Linked DNA regions of Mus musculus: regions 2, 3 and 4 are each linked to region 1. Evidence: chromatin contacts called from public HiChIP or PLAC-seq, Micro-C and promoter capture Hi-C data. All regions are on one chromosome and are shown on one strand. The core of a region is the stretch at or near the end of the contact, and the rest is flanking DNA. Distances in the headings are between cores, read along the strand shown.

Evidence for each region. Promoter capture Hi-C pulls out the DNA fragments that hold promoters and counts their contacts. Hi-C and Micro-C count contacts between places; a contact is called where the count stands out from the background. HiChIP or PLAC-seq counts read pairs in DNA pulled down with a chosen protein or histone mark.
Region 2: a contact with region 1 is called in an H3K4me3 HiChIP or PLAC-seq map of bone marrow-derived macrophages, with 3 times the contacts expected there. The contact joins the enhancer-like site here to the promoter of Itprip in region 1. A contact is called at or near these places in 5 of 39 promoter capture datasets (the 3T3-L1 cell line, the C10 cell line, hippocampal neurons and 1 more), 1 of 484 Hi-C or Micro-C datasets (CD4 T cells), 3 of 115 datasets of contacts at active chromatin or transcription factors (bone marrow-derived macrophages, memory CD8 T cells and pancreatic cancer cells) and 1 of 9 other capture datasets (liver).
Region 3: a Micro-C map of embryonic stem cells shows a contact between it and region 1, with 2.1 times the contacts expected there. The contact joins the promoter of Sorcs3 here to the promoter of Itprip in region 1. A contact is called at or near these places in 2 of 39 promoter capture datasets (embryonic stem cells and liver), 1 of 484 Hi-C or Micro-C datasets (embryonic stem cells) and 1 of 115 datasets of contacts at active chromatin or transcription factors (embryonic stem cells).
Region 4: a contact with region 1 is called in a promoter capture Hi-C map of the HPC-7 cell line, with 8 times the contacts expected there. The contact joins the enhancer-like site here to the promoter of Itprip in region 1. A contact is called at or near these places in 10 of 39 promoter capture datasets (the 3T3-L1 cell line, 3T3-L1-derived adipocytes, the HPC-7 cell line and 6 more), 1 of 15 datasets of contacts at CTCF or cohesin (the NIH/3T3 cell line), 21 of 484 Hi-C or Micro-C datasets (the AML12 cell line, the Ba/F3 cell line, the C2C12 cell line and 11 more), 5 of 115 datasets of contacts at active chromatin or transcription factors (DN3 thymocytes, the HPC-7 cell line, bone marrow-derived dendritic cells and 2 more) and 3 of 9 other capture datasets (adipose tissue, embryonic stem cells and liver).

The regions. Positions count from the first base shown.
Region 1 is chr19:47,917,524-47,921,135 of GRCm38.p6, forward strand. It overlaps Itprip (inositol 1,4,5-triphosphate receptor interacting protein), which reads right to left and starts at 1,800. Exons shown (of 2, transcript NM_001362458.1): 1 at 1,601-1,800.
Region 2 is chr19:47,439,571-47,443,182 of GRCm38.p6, forward strand. All of the region lies in intron 1 of Sh3pxd2a (SH3 and PX domains 2A), which reads right to left. Among named protein-coding and RNA genes, the nearest start is that of Gm36885, 13 kb to the left of the region's middle. Within about 2 kb of position 1,876, at least 98 of the 459 cell types and tissues checked have an H3K27ac peak or open chromatin away from gene starts, as enhancers often do. A contact at or near this core is called in bone marrow-derived macrophages and memory CD8 T cells, where this site is marked.
Region 3 is chr19:48,203,973-48,207,584 of GRCm38.p6, forward strand. Sorcs3 (sortilin-related VPS10 domain containing receptor 3) reads left to right here and starts at 2,053. Exons shown (of 27, transcript NM_025696.3): 1 at 2,053-2,825. The coding sequence starts at 2,208.
Region 4 is chr19:47,657,088-47,660,699 of GRCm38.p6, forward strand. It overlaps Col17a1 (collagen, type XVII, alpha 1), which reads right to left. Exons shown (of 54, transcript NM_001290825.1): 32 at 2,904-2,930; 33 at 2,138-2,173; 34 at 376-411; 35 at 1-78. Among named protein-coding and RNA genes, the nearest start is that of Col17a1, 33 kb to the right of the region's middle. Within about 2 kb of position 1,979, at least 94 of the 459 cell types and tissues checked have an H3K27ac peak or open chromatin away from gene starts, as enhancers often do. A contact at or near this core is called in 3T3-L1-derived adipocytes, the AML12 cell line, the Ba/F3 cell line and 11 more, where this site is marked.

The DNA of each region.
Region 1 (3,612 bases), core at 550-3,049:
CCTGGGTTATATCTGCTGTAACCCTCCTTTCTCACCAGATGTACCTTCCTCACTGTCCACATAATCTCAGCCCATCTCCCCTGGACAGGTTTTAGTTTGCCAGCACTGTGTCCCTGACAAGTGGCTTTGAGAACTGGGCTAGTGTTCTCCGCTGGCCCAGCCTCACTCTTGTAGGCTGCAGAATGCCAGGTGCATACCGCTGACTCCATGGAGACAAAGCATGCTTTTGTCAAACAGGACTACGTCTGACACTAATCCCAGAGGGTCCCAAAAGGGAAAACCATAAAACCAGGCATCTTGCAGACAGTGAGCAATTATCTCCCAGAAGGTGCGGCACCTTCTTGCCCTCTGATTAAAAAGTTCACCCACACACCCTTTATGTTTCTCTCCTGGCCCGGAGAGCTAACAATTTTTGGGATGATGGCATCAGGTTAAAAGTTCAGGTCTCTGCCCCCTTTCAGAACCTTAAACTGCTGCGTCTAAGAAAGTTACCCACAGAAAGGGAGATGTGTGAGCAGAGGGCTCCCCATCTTCCTCAGGGATCCAGGCAGAAAGTGAATATAACCACCACGTGGTTACCCACAAGTGGAAAAATCTGAAGGCAGAATGCCTGGGGCAGCAGACATTCACACGGAATCAGCAAATAACGAAGGCCACTTAGGCATACCAGGCTGGCAGGCAGGCAGGAGGCGAATGACAGCGGCCTCTGTCACCCTTCTCACCGCTGACCTGGACGAGTGGCCACACAAAGCTGTGTTGGGTTCAGCTGGTAGCCTCTCCCAAAACAGAGCTAGTTTGTAAAAGAGAAGAAATCCGAAAGGCAACAGAAAACCACCCGACATTGGCTTACATGGTACCAGTATCTGGCCTCTTCTGTTTTGGCAAGAATGACCAGTCTCATACTAGGTAGAGGGGCAAAAGGCTAAATGTAGTTCTTCCCTGGTTCTGTCACTATTTTCCCATTTTGTACGGGGAATCGGGGTTAGGAACTTCTGAGTCTCTTCACCTGTCAGCCAGAATGAGGGAGGCTCAGAGTGGGCCTTGAGAATGGGGCATAGACTACACAGCCCAAGAGAAAAACGTGCAGGGTCTACTTCACTAGGAGTCTTGAAAGAGGAAGTGGCAGGGGCTTCATCCGGCCTGAAGCAACCTCCTTGCGTCAAGACAAGCTATGAAGAAACTAACGTCATTCCCGTTCCTTTCTCCCAGGACTGAGACTCGGCTACCCAACACGGTTTAAGAGATGGAAGGTCCCGGCTCTAGGCACAAACCCGTGGCACGGCTAGGGGCTCCGAAGCAGAAGCCGCCTGCCTCTCAGATTGCTGAAGGCACTGGGGGCTCCGTGGCGCAGACGAGGGCAGAGAGACCCCAGTGCATCACACCCGGAGAGTGATGAGGGAGATAATGCCCACTTCCTGGGCGTGCATTAAAAGAGTTCCCGGGGTCGGTCCCGGCCAGGGTTCCCGCAGACGTCCCTCAGAGCTCCTGGTCACGATCTCCCACGCACATCTACGGGGATCCTCCGTCCCCTGAGCGCCCTTCATCCCACACACTCAGCTTGTGGGGGCAGCAAAGCCTCATAGTCGAACCCCGCACTTACGTTCGGCCGCGGCCGCCGCAGGGATACCGAGTGGGCCTCGCTCCAAGCGCGGGTCGTGGTCCCGGGTCTGCAGGCTGCCGGGGATCCAGGGATGCGGGCGACTAGACCAAGGCGGCTCCCGCCTCCTGGACTCCTCCCGCCCAGCTTTACTGGGCAACAGAGTTACTCATTTCCGCGTTGTCACGGAAACTTTTTGCTCCTTATAAGAACAAAACACCCGCCTTTACTGGCGCCGGGCGGAGGTCCTTAAGGACGACCGTGACGGTTGCCGGTAAGGGACTCTGGACCCGCCTCGGAGACCATCCTCTGGGTCTCTCGGATGCTCCAGAGAGGGCAGCGAAATTAGAGAGCCACCTGACGAGAAGGATCTGGCTGCCGGAGAGGAATAAAGAGGGAGACAAGGGACCCGGGAAGGACGTCCTTAAAATCAGGTCTAGGCTGCAGGATGTAAAGGGTTAAGGTGCTGTTAGTCAGCTCGCATTTCTGTGGCGCGTTTTACAACCGGTGGAATTCCTGGGGCCACCTATTTTGTCCCTCGAGGAAAATATAAAACGAGACACAAGGCGAACCACTGTCCCTCTTGCATTGTGACTGGATTAAAACAGTTTGCTAAATTTTTTGGTTAATGTACGCATTGTCTCTTGGCGGGAGAAAGGCACAAAGGAGGAAGATGACCGGAGGCTGTTAGGGGGCGCTCTGTTTTCCAGTTGTCAATGTAGTATTGCTTTTAGAGCAGGAAGCGCTGGAACAGAGCACAGTAGAACTCATACTTTAAACAAAACTTTAATAGTATATCAACAATCTTCCCTTTGTGAAGTAGCACATTCCTACAACTGGTGGGAGGGGCTGGAAAGGGCTGGAATAAATTTTCAGTTCGTTTCGGGAGCTCCTAGGAGAAGCTGAGGAAATAACACTGTCTAGAGATGATCACTTTACTACTGGCATTGGTCTCGGGAGCACCTCGGGAGCATCTTGGGAGCACCTCGCTTTCCTCCTCCATCCAGCCCAAATGACACTCTCCTGAACGCTTTAGGCTGAGTTTGCGGGATAAACAGACAATGAGAGAATGTCCTAAAAATAGACCCTGGCCCTTGGCCCAGGGTACTTCTAAGTCTTTGGCTGCCTGCTGCTCACACCCCTTTCCTGATTGGGGGTGGTGGGGGATTCTTATCGCAGAGTTTGGGGGCCAGGGAAGGGTAAGGAACCTTGGGGAACATTCTCAAAAGAGCTGTGTATTTCTAAAATGTCTCCATGTTCAATGGACAGGACACCCAGAACAGGTGGGGGAAGTGTGTGTGTGTTGCTTGTGTTATGTGTGGAATGTCAAGGTTAGTGCTTTCAATGCACTCTGGGGTTGTCGTCCGCCAGCAAAATCTACTTCAGCGTTTTCTAACAAGCTGCATACTCTTATTAATATAAGGATCATTTGTTACATTCCTTTGTCGTTTGAACCTGATTATCTTACCCCAGAGCTTTTAATGTTCTCTTGTCCACTCTCGGGACTAGTTTGGTCTATAATCCTAACCTGCCATATAAGCCCTTCATGACTGGCCTCTTTTCATGTGCCCAAGCTTATATCTCACTCATGTGCCACACTGAATTTTATACACACACACACACACACACACACACACACACATTCATGCACCTACACATGTACACACACAACACAGACACATAAATACATACATGCACACACACATACATGCACACACATGCATACACACAAATACACATATACACATGTATACATATGTGCAATATACATACATAAACACACATACACCACACACATATACACACAAACAAACATATACCACATAACACACACACATTATTTGTTCCTAATTATGTGTTTAGTCTCCAGGTCTCAGAGAAGGCAATCCCTCCCAGAATCCTTGCCTGACACCCCAGGGAAGGGAAGGGATGGCTGAAGCCTATCAAGTCTCAAATTCTAGAAAGACAGAAATTTAGACTTAAGACGTTTGTCCAAAGCCAGAATGCTGGGAAGG
Region 2 (3,612 bases), core at 626-3,125, 480 kb before region 1:
CGGGGTATTTCATGAGACTTCCAGAAGGGACAGAAACCACCTTAATGGCTCCTTGCTCTGACTCTCTCTGTAGGGGGCTGCTCTGAATCACTAAGCTCCCGTATCAACACACAGGCCCAGGGGTGCTTACCCTCTCCAGCAGAAGATGCTGAACTTCCAAAAGGGTTCAAAGCTTGCCCAAGGTCACATGACTAGAACAGCCAGCTGGGATTATAATCCTAGTGAGACTGTCCTTTCCCACCTTGTGGCAAAACTTGACGGAGTCACTGCATCTTAGAGAATTGGTGGTATCTCAAGTGAGAGGGAGGTGGGGAGCCCACGGACAGATGTGCTGAGCTGAGGGAAAGAACAGGTGGTGGGCGGGGCCACCCCTCAGTGGGGACAGTTAGGTCAAGCCAGGCATCTTGGGACCCACACCCCAAGTCCCGCCCTAGAGTGCTCCCTCAGGCTGGGCCCTGTGCTCCCTCAGGCTGGGCACTAGCATCTTGTGACCACTCCCTGCATCTAGAAGGAAGCACATGGCCTTACAGAGCTATTCTGGAAGCTTGATGCCCCATGGCAAGCGTCCTACATGGCACTCACTCCCTGGTGACCTCTTTCTATTGACTCTTCAAGACCAGCTGCCTCCTTTCATGGAAACCTCCAGAAGATAGAGAAGTGGCCAGTCAGAAGAGATACAGACGTGGTGTTTGTTCTGTCAGTGGCTTTGGGGCTTGGTAGGGGAGAAAGCAGAACTGGGGCGTGACTGACAAGTGTGCCCGGGTCCTAATGTCCTCTGCCTTTGAGATTTTCTGTGTCTGGGGAAAGACCTCCTAGAGGAAGGCTATAATAGGTCAGAGCCTCCGCTCCAGGCAACTCATCCCCAGCTCAGAGGCTGGACAAGGGACTGAGAGAAAGAGACCTGGACTCAGGAGCTAAGGTTTATACTCAGCTCCATCCCCACAAGGTCTGTGACTGTGGTCTGTGGTGAGCAAGCATGGAGCAAGTCTGGGCACAGCCTTGTATAGACGACAACTGTCCACGCATCTCGTTCTTGCATCTAGGCCCCAACACTGCTGTACTCCGTAACAAGAGTCGACTCTCTACAGAGGGATCCAGGGACCAGGTGTTTCAAGTGCATGGGCCCATGAGACACAAGAACATTCTCATAGGAGAAAGGTTTTTCCTGCATGGGTCCAGAGTCAGTAAGGAAGTCACAAGTAAGGCCATCCGTTCGTCTCTGGGTATGTGACCATTAGTTCAGTCTTTGGGTCTATCTGATCCTCCCTTCCTCCGGCTCCTGTAGGGACCCCCTGATATGTCCTCTTCCTGGCCCAGGGATGCCTCTGGTGGCCCGTCTCGGAGCTTCCCTATCCAGCCGCTCATCTCGGCAAATGCTGCATGTGAGGGTGGGACTCGGTTGGGGTGGGGGTTGAAAGCAATGCTCACCTGTGCAAATGGGCTCAGGCAGAACAGACACGGTCTCCCCCTCATCTTTCTCCACCTTGAACTCCAGTGACAGCATCTCAGAAATGCAAGTTCTAGGGCTACAGCCCCAGGACCTGAAAGTCACTCACAGGGCTGAGTTCGTTCCTTTCTAATGAACAAGTGACCCAGCCCCTGGCTCCTCCCACTTCTGTGTCTGCAGCCCCTGCTGTACTTGGGCTCCTGACTTCATGCAACTTTTAGGATTATTACCCAAACAAGGTGAGAGAGCAGCTGTTGGGTTGTGGTGGAGGGGACGGGGATTGTTATTTGATGGACAGTGTCAGACTTGCAAGGCACAAGAATAACATGGGTTTTCTACTCTATGATGCTACTGTAAACGGGGCTGTTTCCTGCATTTCTTCCTCCTGCCCATTCCACTCCAACCTTCCTCAAGTTAGTTTTGAAAGCTAAGCCTGGTACCTCTTAGAGTGCTCTCTCTCCTGTCTCCCCGTGTCACTGATAAACGTGAACAGGGCAACATGAGAAGCCCATCTTGGTCATCATCAAACATTCAGAGTCCGAGATACAGCCCCGGGGCACATCCCAGAATATGGCGACAGTAAAGGGAAACCGAGTCACCTCTTCCCTTTCTCTCTCCCACTGGCCTTTGCCAGGTGTCCCCTCCCCCGAACACCTGCCACTGCCATGTACAGTTAGTATAGACAGCAGCTTCTACTCCTGCTCAGAGATCACTTCCTTCCTTCTGCCCAGTTCCTGCTCAGCTCACCACACACTTCCTTCAGAGATGATCTGACTCAGGCTGGTCCACCCAGTCAGCCTGGGGCCTCCCTCTTCTCTGGAGAGCGACCGCTCTGGCTCACCCAGGTTTCTACAGCATCTGAAACGGTGTCTGGCACACAGTAGGTGCTGCATAAATGCTTGCTGGGTGAAAGACAGGAGGGATCAGATGAGCTATTGACCGTGATGTGCTTTCAAAGGTCAGCAAGGAGGCTGGAGCTCGGAAGGGTTGGTGGGCCAGTGGAAGAGCACTCTCAGCTTCGAGCGTACAGAAGCAGTGAACAGAGAAATGGTCCAGGGCTAAATCTAGTTCTTCCCACACCAGGATATCCCACGGCTGATGCGTCATCCTGACAGGGTCATACCCATCACCATGACCACATCTAATCAGTTAGCCAAGGAGCCAGCACAGAGGATGAGTGATGTCACCTCCGCAGAGCCACGAAGGCCTGGTCTTCAATGCCAAGGCATCAGTTGGGGGACTGAGTCCCTGTGTTCGGGAGAGTGATGAAGACTGGTCCCATCCTGATAGTTCCGGCTGTTCCCCAGCCCTCTTCCCTTCCCCCAGCCTGAAGGATTGGCTATTTCCAACCCCTTCTCCACACCCCTCAGGGCCTCCCCTCCCCGACCACTCTGGTAAAACAATCTGTCATGGTCTCACACCAAGAGAATGTGTCTTGGCACTGGAAAGGCCCAGCAAAGGCCCAGCTCCACCACCCCTGAGCTGTATAGCGCAGAGAGAGCTACATCATCTCCTAGTCTTCATCCTACATTTATAAAACAAATCTCACGTGAGCGCTGCGAGAATTCAAGGGAGTTCTGCACCTAAGATGCAGAGCTTACAGCTGGTACCCAGCACGCTCGACACATGGCCACGCCCACCAGCCCCTCTCCAGAGTGCTCTTAAAATCTGTAGTAACCAATTCTACTGGACCTAGTGAATCATTTGTTCCTGGGAAGTGGTCCTCTCTTTACAACTAAGACTGAGGCTTAAGAAGTCAGGGTGTGGGGCTAGAGAGATGGCTCAGCAGTTATGAGCACTAGCTGCTCTTCTAGAGGACCCAAGTTCGATTCCTAGCACCTGCTTGATAGCGCACAACCATCTGTAACTCCAGTTCCAGAGGATCTGATGCACTTTTCTTGCCCATTCAGGCACTGAATGTATGTTCTGCACAGACATACATGAAGGCACAAACACCCATGCACATAAAATAAATACATATTTTCCTAAGAAGGAAGGAGGAGAAGAGGAAGAGAAGATGGTAGTAGTGCCACCAACAGGGAAGAATGGCTAACTTCATCTCGCACAAAATGCTAAAATGTCACAGGATCTAGGTCTGAATTCTAGCTGTGCCACATCTCATCTATCTGATCACAGGGAAATATCCTCACGCACCACCACACACC
Region 3 (3,612 bases), core at 803-3,302, 290 kb after region 1:
GAGGCTGTAAGAGCCTTGTATCCAGAAGTGAACGGACATACCAGATCTCTTAAATCCTAGCACCCTGCTTAGAAACGGATCAGGGGGGTAAACCTCACTAGGTTGCGGTTGCAGCTCCCCGCCTTCTCCGGTAGGGGCGCTGGGCACCAGCAGATAGCTTATTCTCTCCCAGCACTGGCTCCAGCGCCCACCTGGATCCGTAGCTTTGCAACTTTTCACCCCTGCATCAACGCGCTGACCCGCGTCTGGAAAAAAATCCACGAATGCCAAGTTCATTTCATTCTTGGTGGGAATTACCCTTGTCTTCTTTGTCCAGCCTAGCCATCTTCTCCGCTCCCAATTTTCATTTTAGCTTTGGTGGGAAAGCAAGTTCAAAAGGCGAGGGCTCCCGGGAATCCCTGGCTTGCATCCTTCAGGCCCAGAACCCCGCTCCTTCGCATCGCAGCACACCTGATCTTTCCCAGGGTGTTCTCAGAGTTCCTACTCTTCTTTCGCATCATCCTCTCCCCTCCCCTCTTCCATTTCCCCTCTTTGTTTGCTCACACCTCCAACCACAATTCCTCTTCCATCGCCAGCTTTCACCTTCTACAAAGAATCTCTTCTAATTCCTAAGGGGAAGGAACAACTTGGAGGCTATGTTCCTCGTTTAGCCTTGGCACTCCCCCCTCCCCCATCCTTTTCCGGTGTTTCCTGGAGGCCACCTGTCCTAAAGGTTGTAAGCCACGTCTCCAGCCAGCCCTCAAGCTTAGCACCCCTCTCTCCACCTCACCAAAGTCTCTGTCTTCCTGAGGTCTGGAAGAGTCCCAGTCGCATCAGGCGCGCATACCCTCCTGCCACGGGGGACAGGGGACCTGATAAATGCTTGCTGCTTTGGGCAGGGGACCTTCCAAATAGTGGCAGACACTTTGAAACAAGTGGCCCTGCTCAAAAGCGCGTCTGGGGGTCAGAAGGGCAAGACCTAGCAGTCCCTGGCAGGAAAACAGGACCTGGATCTACTACTGTCCTCCCACATCTAGTGTAGGGTCCCCAGAATATCAGCCTTTGCTTTGCCCGGCGGCTTTCAGGCTCGCTTTCCAGACCTCCAGGCGGCTTAATCTGATGACGCCCACAGGTGCTGGAGGACCGTGCCTCATGAAGAGGGGTGCTACCCTTGTTCTCCACATTGCCTCTGACCACTCACAGGCTTCTGGATGTGCAAACAGCCTATGCGTGATTCTCGAGCACCCACGGCCGGAGCGCACCTCGCACTCCGCCCCGCCCCGCCCCGCCGCTCTCACTCACACAAGCCAGTGTAAACGCGCACGCAGGGAGCCGCGCGCCCCCGCACACCCAGCAACACCCCCCCCCCCCAGCTCAACCAGGTACCGACCCCCCAGGCGCCCTCCCTCCAGCCCTGGAACACCCTGGTCTCCCTCTCTCCCTCTCTCGCCTGCGCGCACGCACGCGCACGCACGCACTCCCCGCGCCCCCGCACCGGGAGGGGGCGCAGGCCTCCGGGGGCGGGGAGCCCAGAGCAGAGTCGTGGGTCCATCCCGCGCTTGGCTTCAGAGCGGTAGCTCCCGCCTGGCCCTGGTCTCCAGATCGAGAACAGTTGGCAGTGGAGATAATTTACTCCTCCTTCTCCTCCCGGAGACCCTATACTTCCCGCACGCCGTCTCCCGCTCCCAAGAACAGACCGAAGAGTGAATCCCCAAACGCAGCCAGGAGCGGCTTCCCAACTCCGCGCCCGAAGCTGGCTGGCTGGTGGTTGGATTTCCGAAAGACTCCGGATAAGGGTCTGCTGTGAGCCCCCCCCCCCCCTCCTCCAAGATCCAGCTAGCGTTGCCCATTTTAAGAGGATTTCCCTATTCCCTCTGAACACTCCTTTTCACAAATTTTTTAAAAGAGGTCGGTGGAAAAGATTGGGAGGGGGGGCATTTTAACAACAGCATCAAACCGGCCAGAGCATCGAGAGAGCATTTAATAAACTGCCTTTGGGTTTTGGAATCACCCTCTGGACCTGGGAGCAAGCGATCCAGAGGGGAAGAGTGTAAGGGACAGGCGAACCACCTCCTTCCCGGCCGCCCCCTCCTCATTCCCCTGACACACTCGCTAGCTTGCTTGCCGGCGCGCGCATCCCTCCAGCACCCCCCACCCCCCCTCCATCGGACCCGCACCTCGGCGGGCGCCACACACTCGGCAGCCCGAGCCGTGGTAGCCGCAGCGGGATGGAGGCGGCAGGCACTGAGCGCCCCGCAGGCTGGCCCGGGGCACCCCTCGCCCGGACTGGGCTGCTGCTCTTGTCAACATGGGTCCTGGCCGGCGCCGAGATCACTTGGGGCGCGACAGGAGGTCCGGGGCGCCTGGTGTCCCCGGCTTCACGACCACCAGTGTTGCCTCCTCTCTTGCCACGGGCAGCGGAGAACCGGTGGCCTGAGGAGCTGGCATCTGCACGGAGAGCCGCTGCACCGAGACGCCGGTCCAGGCTAGAGCCACTATCCCAGGCGAGCCGCGGGGAGATACGGACTGAAGCTGCGGGAATGTCGCCTGAAGGCGCTAGGTGGGTCCCGGGCATTCCATCTCCTAGCCAGGCGGGCAGTGCGAGGAGGACTCGCCGGGCGCAGCCCCCAAGCCCCCTGGAGCGCGGGGACTCTTGGGCTACTGCTCTCGCAGATGGTGCCAAAGGAAGCCGTCCTCACACCAAGGGTTCGCGAGAGGAGGTGAGGGCGACGCGGACTGGAGGAGCGTCCACTGAGGAGCTCCGGCTGCCCAGCACGTCTTTTGCACTGACCGGGGACTCGGCTCATAACCAAGCCATGGTGCACTGGTCGGGACACAACAGCAGTGTGAGTACCCATCTGGCACAGATCGCTAGTCTCCTGACAGCCGAGGGTAACGGTAATGGGAGGCGGGGGGTGGTGGGGGGGGGGGTGAGGAGAGGGGCGAGGGACAGATAGTTTCTCAGGGTCCAGAAGGAGAATCAGAATCCCCGGACTTTTAGAGAGGGGTTTGTCCTGCCCACTTCACGCCCCCAACAGGTTAGCCGAGTTTTGTTATAAGATGGCGTGTGCATCTGTTTACTGAAGACCCCAGTACTGAGGCTGTCTGGAGGGCTAAGAGGAAAGTGTGTCTTAAAAGCTGTCTGGGTGAGGAATCTGGTCACTCTCTCCCGCATCCAGGTCGGAGAGTGACTTTTTCTTTTCTGGGGAAAGGATGGATGCTTGAATTCGTGAGTGTAAACATGGGCTGATGTGGAGAAATCTCTAGACAAATTCCCGAGACTGGAGGAGCTCCCTTTTAGCCCTGGGGTCATGTGAAGGGAACCAGGGAGCTAGGGAGACTGAGGCCACAGGGACAGCAGAACACTTGTTCATTTTGGGGTCGCTGCTCAGCACATGACGTTCTAGCCAGGCTGGGAGCCGGGCTGCATCATCCAAGCTGGAAGGCTTTCCTAGTGGGGGCAGGCAGGGAAAAAAGTTTAAGGCGTGAAGCGAATTTCCACACCCTTTTCCTACTGCTTATCCTCGTGCTCCTGCTCGCTCTGCACGCACGAGTAGGGGAGCAGAAAACTCACTTTTGCCTCTGTGTCCTGCTTCACAAATGGCTCAGGGACTCTGGGATCAAAGTTGAGAC
Region 4 (3,612 bases), core at 729-3,228, 260 kb before region 1:
GCGTCCCTGGAGGTCCTGGGGGACCCATGGCACCAGGAGGTCCGGGAGGTCCGGGCACAGTGATTGTTGATGATCCCTCTGGAAACAGAAGAAATATGGGACACATGTCACCTTCAGAGGTGCCAAGACCCCAGTAGGCTGCAGGCCATGCCAGGACCCCAGTAGGCTGTAGGCCAGCAAGACAGGAACCTCTCCTTCTCATCTCTCCAACATCCTAACTTCCCTGGGCTGACTACAGGCCAAGGAGCCACAACATGGTGGTCTGGGCTCACCTGCATCCCTCCCTAAGCACCCGCCACCCGCTGACATTGAGGCAGATGGCCCACATGGGACAGGCAAATAGAACTCAGGGACGTACCCTCCTGGGCTGCCTACCTGAAGTCATGACTCTGCCGGGAGCGCCGGGTTCGCCTGGGGAGGACAAAGGGAGTGGGCAAGAGGATTAACCAGTGGCTTGATGAATCATTTTCAGAGCCTCTGGTTGCACCGAGGGCCACCTGTGGTCCTCTTGCCCTCAAGCTAATGGGATTGTAGTAATGAAGGGAGCCTATGCTACACTGAGTGTTTATCTCTCAACTTAGACCCAGGGCCAGAGCTTTGGTCGTCTCTCAGAGAAGGGGTCTCCTGGGAGGCTGTGGAGGAATGTGCCCTTCCACGAGGCCAGAATGGGGGCCAACCTGAGTCTCGTTCTCAGCCCCGCCCCATCTTTTCTTCCTGTAATGGCCATAGTCGGAGAAATTATCTGAAGATCAAAGGATAAATAAAAGTCACGATCCCATGGGTGAATTCCCTGTGTACCGTTGGTCTTGAGGGACAAGAAAGGATGTGTGAGTGAAGGGCTTCCAGCAAGAGGATGCAGGACTCATGGGTCTCTGTACATATCCACCACTCCAGCACCTCTTGACTAACAATCCATGGCTGGATGGGCTTGGGGCTGGCAAAGGACTAGAGAGGGCATGAATTCTGGAGCTGGGAGCCAGGCTCGCTGAGAGAGCCTGCCTGGCACACTTCAGCTTTACTCCTAGAACTAACCAGAGACGCTCCTTTGACCAAAGCCCTTCCCTGGACGCTAAGGTGTGTGAACAATGATGGTAAGCCCCACAGGGAAGGGTGGCTTTGGTTTCCTCTCAGGGAGAGCAAAAGGGTGCGCTTTGCTCACGTTCCCCCAGCCAGGGCTCAAGGCCAAGGCAGGAGACTGCTCGGAGAGAGTACACTCTAACAATCGACAACCTGCGTCTGAAGTGCAGCTCCTTCAGGAGAGCCTGCAGCCCCCAAGGAATACTCTATGGTCTCCCCTAACCCTATGAGGCCTTACGGAAGCCACCAGAGGTCCACTGGCCTGGGAAGTAGGAACTCGGCTGCCATATTTTACAGCTGTGCTCATTTATCCGCAAAGATCTTTGTGGCTCAGCCGCTCATTAGAAATAATAGTTTTTCAAACCTTTTCTTTCTAGGGTCCCACTTGGGGATGTTTGTGATGAAGAGTGCCAAGGCTCAGGAAAGTGAGGACACAGGACGGAAAAGAGTGTGTGTGACCCTGAGCACCCAGCATTCCTAGGTTTGCCCAGGGCTGGGGTCTGATGGGCAGGACTGAACTAGAGTGTTACTCTGAGCCTGTGTGGCATTGCATTGCCCCAGCCAGACACCCTATAGTCCTTTGACTTGTCCCCTGGTGGGGTTAAGGCACCTCTTCCTTCCTATAGACACCTCTTTCTGCGTCTCTGCTGTCCTCAGTCACACCTGGGACAGGGTGGGGGAATCAGGGTGGCTCTGGTCTCAGTAGACCTTGGCGTCAGGAGTATTTTAGAGGCATTTAAAAGTCAAATAGGCTTAGAAAGCTTGGGAGCAAGCAAGCTTCCTTTCCTATCTTCCTGCCACAAGGACCTGGGGACATGAAAATAAGCCTCAGGGTTCAGCCTGGAACAAGTGGGCCTGAGGACTCAGGCCTCGGCACTCCCTCCTCTCAGCCTTCCTTTGGAACCACTAGATGCCACTGTTGGTCCAGGCTCTGGTCAGAGCAGACCTTCCTGCCTGTCAACCCCTCCCGGCTGTAAAAATGGCTGGTGAGAAGAAAAAGAAAAAGAAAAAGAAAAAGAAAAAGAAAAAGAAAAAAAGCTCCTTGGGAGAAATCACATACCTTTAGTCCCTGGTCGGCCAGGGCTACCAGGAAGTCCTGATGTGATTAAACACAAGTCAGTCAGGATGATTAAGGCCCCGCAGCTCTGGATGTCTGCCCTCCCTCTCTCCCCTCTGGCAGTAACCAGCCAGCACTCTGCCACTCAGTGTGGCCACACGGGCTGCCTGACAGAAGCAGCAGGATCCACTCAGGCCCTGCCTGAAGTCACCTGGAGTGGGCACAGAGCTCTCCCCCAGAAGCCTGTCTGTCTGTCTGTCTGTGAGACATGGAGGCCCAGCAGGGTTGGGTTGAGGTAGACAGAGGCTCTGGAGGATCCCTGTCACTCTGGGTTACAAGGCTGTCACTGTCCCTCTCCCTGTTGACTGCTGTGTCCAGAGTTAGCAGCACGTGTTGGCCTTTGCAGAGCTTGGTATGACTCTCTTTGTCTGACTAGAGAGAGTGAGGGGCTGGATGTGCGTGCATGGTAGAGATTTCTTAAGAGAATTCCTAGCCAGCAGTATCCTTCCTGAGTGTTCCTGCACCAGAGACAGAGCACGGAGCAAACCGGATCTGGCATCACTGATATCAGAATGTCACCTACATGGTCTGTGCAGGGTTCACCCCCCACCACCCTTATGGTCCTTATTAGCACTCACTGTGACAGAACCCGAGTCTGTTTTACTGGAGATGGGAAAGGGAAGGACAGGCTTGTGTAACTAGAGAGACACTGGCTATAGCGCCTGTCCTGTCCTGGCAGGAGATGGCATCCGGGGACTGCATGACTCACCCTGAGGTCCCTGGGGTCCTGTGAGACCTGCAGAAAAGAAGACATAGGACCAAGAGTTGAAGGGTTAAGGACTGCTCCAAGGAGCCACAACACAACATAACATAACACAACACTACACAACACAACACAACACAACACAACCTTGCCCCCAGAGCCGGTGGGCGTGGCAGTGAAGGGCTCAGAGGTTAGGGCCCAGAGTCCTCCATCTCTGGGCAGAGAGCCATTCTGTGAGCTTTGTTGTGAAATGAACAGATGTTCCATTGCACACACACACCCACATATACACATGAGGTCAAATGCTGCCATCGCTCCTCCATTACACTGCACCTAGCTCCAGCCAAGGAGTCGGGGTTCCTGGGTGAATGGACACCGTATCTGGTTTTGACTTACTCTTCCCACAGACCTAAGAATCCTGCTCTTGTTTGGCCCTCGGTGGAGATGCTAGCAAGGCCTCTCCTCTCTGGTCGATAGGTACTGGTGAAGGCCTGGGTACAGCCCCAGGAGAGGAGACAGGCAAGACACTGAACTTGAGTTCAAGTCTACAGTATTAAGAGCACTCATGCCCTTCAACTCCTTGCTTATTTTCATCTGCTACTTCTTCTTTTCAAAATGTCAACTTGTGGTTAGAGTTCTGCCTTGAGCTGCTTGCTGAGGGTAACAGGGTAAGGCTCATACACACACAGTGTAGCATCTGAGCACCTACCCACCA